Regions from separate parts of the Neogale vison genome. Here region 1 is linked to region 2. A link is a contact called in public Hi-C data. All regions are on one chromosome and are shown on one strand. Each heading gives the region's core, a stretch centred on a gene start, on an enhancer-like site or on the middle of the called end of the contact. The rest is flanking DNA. Distances are from core to core; before and after follow the strand shown. Region 1 overlaps NSMCE2 (E3 SUMO-protein ligase NSE2). Region 2 holds the start of TRIB1 (tribbles homolog 1).

Region 1 (2,700 bases), core at 45-2,544, 170 kb after region 2:
GTTCAGGGCTTGGCCTCTGCAACCAGATTTCCTGGGTCTGGATCATGAATATGAAGTTGGGCAAACATTCTATGAGCCTCAGTACCTTCCTCTGTAAAATGGGAATGTTACCGTCACTTACACTTCCTAGTACCCTGAACAGACCTGGTATATATAGTAAATGCTCAAAGAATGTCAAAAGTTGCTACTGTTTTGTTTTGTTTTGCAAATGTCACTACTGAAAGTCATGACATCCTTGTACCTGGACTTAAAAGAAAAAAAAAGAGCATATGATGAACATAGTTAATAATGCGCTTATCTGCCTCTCCAAGTGAAGACTACTTCTTGAAGGCTTATTAATTTTTTAATCTTAATTAATTAAAAAATTAATGTAACTTGTAACTTGTATCTTGTAAGTTTCTGGCATTTAATAAGAGCTCAATAAATGTTTGAGTACAGAAATGAATGAAAAGAAAGGAACAAAGTTTGGCAGGCCAAATAAGATCAGCAGCTGTAATACTGGTCTTACAAGCAAATTCAGATTTAATGAGCTTTTATTGAACACCTACTTTATGCTGGGTGCTGCATGAAGACTTGAGGTTATCTTCATACACTCCTATGGGCAAGACACATGTATGTACATAACTGTCATAGTCGCAGACTGGCCACTGAGCCATGCTGAGATTCATTTAGACTAGACTTCTCAGTTTACAACCCGGAGAGTGTTGGTTAAATCTCAAGTTAATTTTCAAGCCATACAAATAACTCACTGATAGGTCTCCAAAATGCAGCAAGAGAGTGTCAGTGAGTCCCGACACAGGTGAATGCTACAGCAGGTCCTGGCATTCTCTCCTCTGGATCTAAGGGAGGATGACAGGACCCCTCTGGGATACAGAAAACACCGTGGGGATATTTTTCGCAGTCACAGAGCCCAAGTCAGAAAGCCCTGCTTCAAAGGACCTCTTTAACCACAGAATAAGGAACTATGTTTTATATTCAAGACTTGGCAGCAACTCAGTTTTCAAATGTTAGGTTTTCATGAAATCACCATAATCTTGGGGAAAATTCAGATTGATCTCTGTCTTTTATTTTTTATTTTATTGGGAAAAAAATTTTAAGCCAGCATAAATGAATAAGTGGATTTCAGTCTTCTCAAAGGGCTCTCTGGGTGTGGCTGAGATCACTAACTTTGAAAACTTAGCAACACAGGATACATTATGAGTAAGTTCTTCGCTTTTTTTTTTTTTTTAAATGATGATGCTAACTCACCAGATCCTTCTGAAAGAGTCCTTTTATTAATTTCAATGAAGTCAAGTAGAGAACAAGTTGTAATATGAAACACAATTTATGCAACTATGTTGAAATTCTCTGCCAGAATTACATCTTCCAGTGTAAGAATCTTATGGTAAAACAATTTCAAAATAATATCAAGCATTAGGTTAGCCTCATTTTGACTTTAGGCTATCATAGGAAAACTTTCTTTATAAATGACTGAAATCCTAAGGCAAAATGATAGTGTCTTTAAATAGAAAAAAAAATTCATGTTCCCACAGTTTATAATAAGAGTTGAAACTAAGCCTCAATTGAAATTATACTGTTAGGCAACTCCAAAAGCTAAACACAAAAACATGTTAAAATAAAAGATTGCAACACCATGGGAAAACCATCCTCATACATACACTTTTAGATTCTCAGCCATTCCTGACCCCAGCCCAGATGAGACCAACCAATCCTTTATAGGTTTTCCTACAGTCAGCCAACAAATGGCTCACTCCCTCCTGAGCCGCACGGGTTACTCAGGGAAAGGCACGCAATACATTTATTTAAAGACCCAATAGAAATCCCGTGGGTGGGTTTGGTCTGCCTTTCAAAACCAATGAACTTCCCATTATATAACCTTTAATAACAAGAGAGGACTTTACAAGTCATACACCCAACTTAACTACAAGGCAGGCTATGTTACACACCTCACCGTATTTTTTTTTAAAAAAAAAAGGAAGGAGAAAAAAGAAGAAAGAGAAAAAGCTTTCAGGATGGCACGTTTCCATCTTGTCAGGTAATGACAGAAATTTTATGACTACTACTTGGTAGTACTACTTACTAAGCTCCTTTTTATAATGATTTTCAGGAAGTATGATATTTTTGATCAGAAAAGCCCAAGCATCTAAAACAAAAGCTCCAGGATGTTTTATTAATTCTTTATAAGATAAAGTAAGTCTTTTAACCACAGGAGAATTCTGAGAATCTAGCTTTTCCAGAAAGCCCAAGAAAAATACTTCAGTTTCACCATTCTCAAATTCATTTGACTTTGAAACAAAATAAACATATTACTCTATTTAATATCGTTGCACAAGCGAATTCACAAGAATGAAATCTGTTCAGAGTTCCTAGAAAAAATGTAGCAATACAGGCTGCCAACTTGTTCAATGTCAAGCTCTAGGCAGTATAGCAGCACTAGCAGTAAATGACTCAGAGTGAGTCACACTTAAGCTATTTTTGCTTTTAAAGTACTGCCAGGCACTGTGTTAATATTCAACCCAGAGTAAATTTAGCCCAACAAGAAAACAAGTGTTTCCATGGCTGCTTCTTCACGGTGTTTATGGTATATATGCAGCCATTAGGCACAGGAATCCAGCCAGATAAATTAAGTGGAAATGATCATCTTTCATTTATATCCAGGCTTTGGAAGAATGGAAACACTAAATGCAACTTAGTCTATTC
Region 2 (2,700 bases), core at 142-2,641:
GAAAAGCTCCCCCCCCTCCTTAAACCGGGCTGGAGCGCACATTTGAAATTTCATTCAGGTCGGACAGTAGGTGGCAGCAGCAGGCCCGGGACCGGGGCGGGAGGTGGGGGGGCGCGGGTGGAGTTCAGGTGAGTTGCCGACAACCCAAGAACGACTTCAACCAAGGGGTGACCCTGTCTTTCGGTTGGAAAGTAGCAGCCGGGTGTCAGGCTCGCAAAAGCTGGGCTGTGGGAATGTTCCGCGTCTAGAGGCGCTGGAGGAGCACGCGGAGGACCCGGTCTCCAGGAGTTGTATCTCCTGCGAAGCGGAACCTCTCACGTTCATAAGAAAGTCGCTGGCCGGCAAATAAAGACAGGAACGGAAGCGAAGGTTCCTAGCCGGTACCGGCTTCCCAACACTTCTGCGCGGGGCAAATCCCCCGCCCTGGCTGGAAGACGGCCTCAGACCTGCTCTCTGGGGAGGACGGGGTTCTCATCCCGGCGCGGGTTCAAGCCGGAATCCCCAAGCCGCGAGCCTGACGCGGTCTTCCCACCCCTCACCACCCACAGGGGAGCCCAGGTGCCTTGGAGCCCCGGGAGAGAGCTGCCAGCTGCTCCAAGCTCCAAGGAGGCACCCACTGCAGGGCGTCCTCCCAGGACAAGGGGCGGGGGAAGCCAGGAAAATGAGGGAGGGGGGAATGGCATGGCCCTGGAATCCATTTCAATTCCACAACTTCTTTGGAACTCCGTGCGCTAAAGTGGGCGCTAAGCAAAGCACAGAGATAAAGCCACTGAACACCGCACTTCCTCTTGCCGGCCGAGCCCCCATTCTACTGCTCCATCCGAAATCCCTCAATCCCCCAAGGGGTGTGAACCGGTCCAAATGCAACCCACCGCGCTCGAGTCACCGCGGGTGGCACCTGAGGCCCCGGCGCAGGCAAGCGAGACCCCAAGCGCCTTTGCCGGCCACCGCGCCCCCGCAACCCCACGGCAGGTCCCGACCCCGGCGCCTACCTTGCAGCGCAGCTCCCGGCCGGTGTGGATGCACAGCGCCCGGGACACATGCTCGCGCTCCGCCAGGGGCAGCAGCAGGTAGTCTGCGATGCGGCTGGGCCCCGCCGCGCTCCCGGAGGTGCCGCCAGTCCCCGGCGCGGCGGGCGGCGGCTGCGGACTGCAGGGCGAGCCGGGGGGGCTGAGGTAGTCCGGGGGGCTCGAGCACTCAGAGAGGCGCGGGCACTTGGCCGCCACGGCCGCCGCATCGTCCGCGTCCAGCAGGCGTTTGGCCGGGGCGCCCCGGGCGGCCGGGAGCAGCAAGGCCGGGCCGCGGGGCTGGGACGCGCCGCTCATGGCAGAGCGCACAGGACCGACCCGCATCCCGTCCCGGGCCGGGGCGGCCCCGGCTTTGTAGGTCCCGGGATCCGCGCGGGAAGGCGCTGCGGGCTCGGCGCCGGCGCCGAGACCTACTCCAGCGGGCGGGATGGACTTTGCAGACGGAGCTCGGCTCAGCCCCCACTGGGGGCGAGGCAGGAGCCGCTCCCGGGCGCTCGCGTTGCACGCGGGAAGCACGCTGGCCGCGCGTCCGGAGGGAGCAGAGGCCGGCTGGGGTCCCGGGATCTCCGCGGGCACCGGCTCGGGGCGCCTGGCCGGAGGCGGCCGCCGCTATTGTTGTCGAGGCCGCCGACAGTCCCGGAGGCAGAGGCGGCGGCGGCTGGTGTTCCCGACGTCCCGAGCCGCGAGCGCAGGATTCCGCAGGCTTGCCAGAGCCGCGGAGCGAATGCACTTCCGAAAGCCCGAAGTCCCGGAGAGAAAGCCGGAGCAACTTTTCCGCGGCGCTCGGGATCCTGCGCGCTCCTGGGCTCCCGGCGTGTGTGTGAGCGAGCGAGACGCGCTCGGAGAGAGTGACTGAGTGTGAGTGAGTGTGTGCGCCGCACCGATCCCGGCCAGTGCACTCCTCCTTCTCCTTTTCCTCCACCTCCTCCGCCTCTCGGTGACTCACGCTGTATACACACACACACTCACAGGCCGGGCTGTGTAAACAGTTGGGAAGCCGGGTTGAGCAATGAGGTGGCTGCGACGACTCTGGCCCTGCCGCCCGGCAAGCAGTCACCGAAGCGGAGGGAGGAGACCGGGGCAAGGGGGGAGCAGGGGGGAGGAGGTGGAGCTGGGTCGGCGGGGACAACGGGGGTGGCCCGAAGGCTGGGGATGCTCCGGGCTGCGCGCGCTCCGGGGCAGGTGGTGTGTCCCGAGCGGGCTGGGACGCGCGCACACGGCCCCCGGGCTGGGATGGGCAGGAGGCGGCGCGCCCCCCTCCCGCAGGCCCGGGACTCGGCTCTAGCAGCCGGGGAGGGGGCGGAGGAAAAGTTCCCGTGACGTCAGGGTCCCGGGGAAGTGGGCGGGAGGGGCGGGGCCACGGGGGGGCCAAGCGACCGCTGATTGGTGCGCGCTCCTCATTCACACCGAGCACAATGGGCTGCGGGCGCGCGCATCACGGTTTTCGGCCCCAGCTGCTCGCTGCCGCGGGACGGTTACGCCGTTCGCCCCAGGGATCCCTCCACCGCCGCCAGCCTGGAGACCTCGGATAGGAGCCGTGGGCGCCGCCCAGGCCCGGCTGCCGCCGGAGGAAGGGAGGATAGGAAAGGTGATGAATTCCAGAATCAGTCATTCACCCCCACGCGGTAGTTCCGGGGAAGACCTATGCGTGGTAGTGGATGTGGCTTTTTTT

The links. A called contact is a pair of places that touch in the nucleus more often than the background predicts.
Region 1: a contact with region 2 is called in a Hi-C map of fibroblasts, with 3 times the contacts expected there. The contact joins the enhancer-like site here to the promoter of TRIB1 in region 2. A contact is called at or near these places in 2 of 3 Hi-C or Micro-C datasets (fibroblasts and muscle).

Annotation. Positions count from the first base shown.
Region 1 is chr4:15,523,462-15,526,161 of ASM_NN_V1, forward strand. The region is part of intron 4 of NSMCE2 (E3 SUMO-protein ligase NSE2); the gene reads right to left. Among named protein-coding and RNA genes, the nearest start is that of NSMCE2, 90 kb to the right of the region's middle. Within about 2 kb of position 1,295, the one cell type or tissue checked has open chromatin away from gene starts, as enhancers often do. A contact at or near this core is called in fibroblasts, where this site is marked.
Region 2 is chr4:15,352,925-15,355,624 of ASM_NN_V1, forward strand. It overlaps TRIB1 (tribbles homolog 1), which reads right to left and starts at 1,392. Exons shown (of 3, transcript XM_044244952.1): 1 at 993-1,392. The coding sequence starts at 1,352.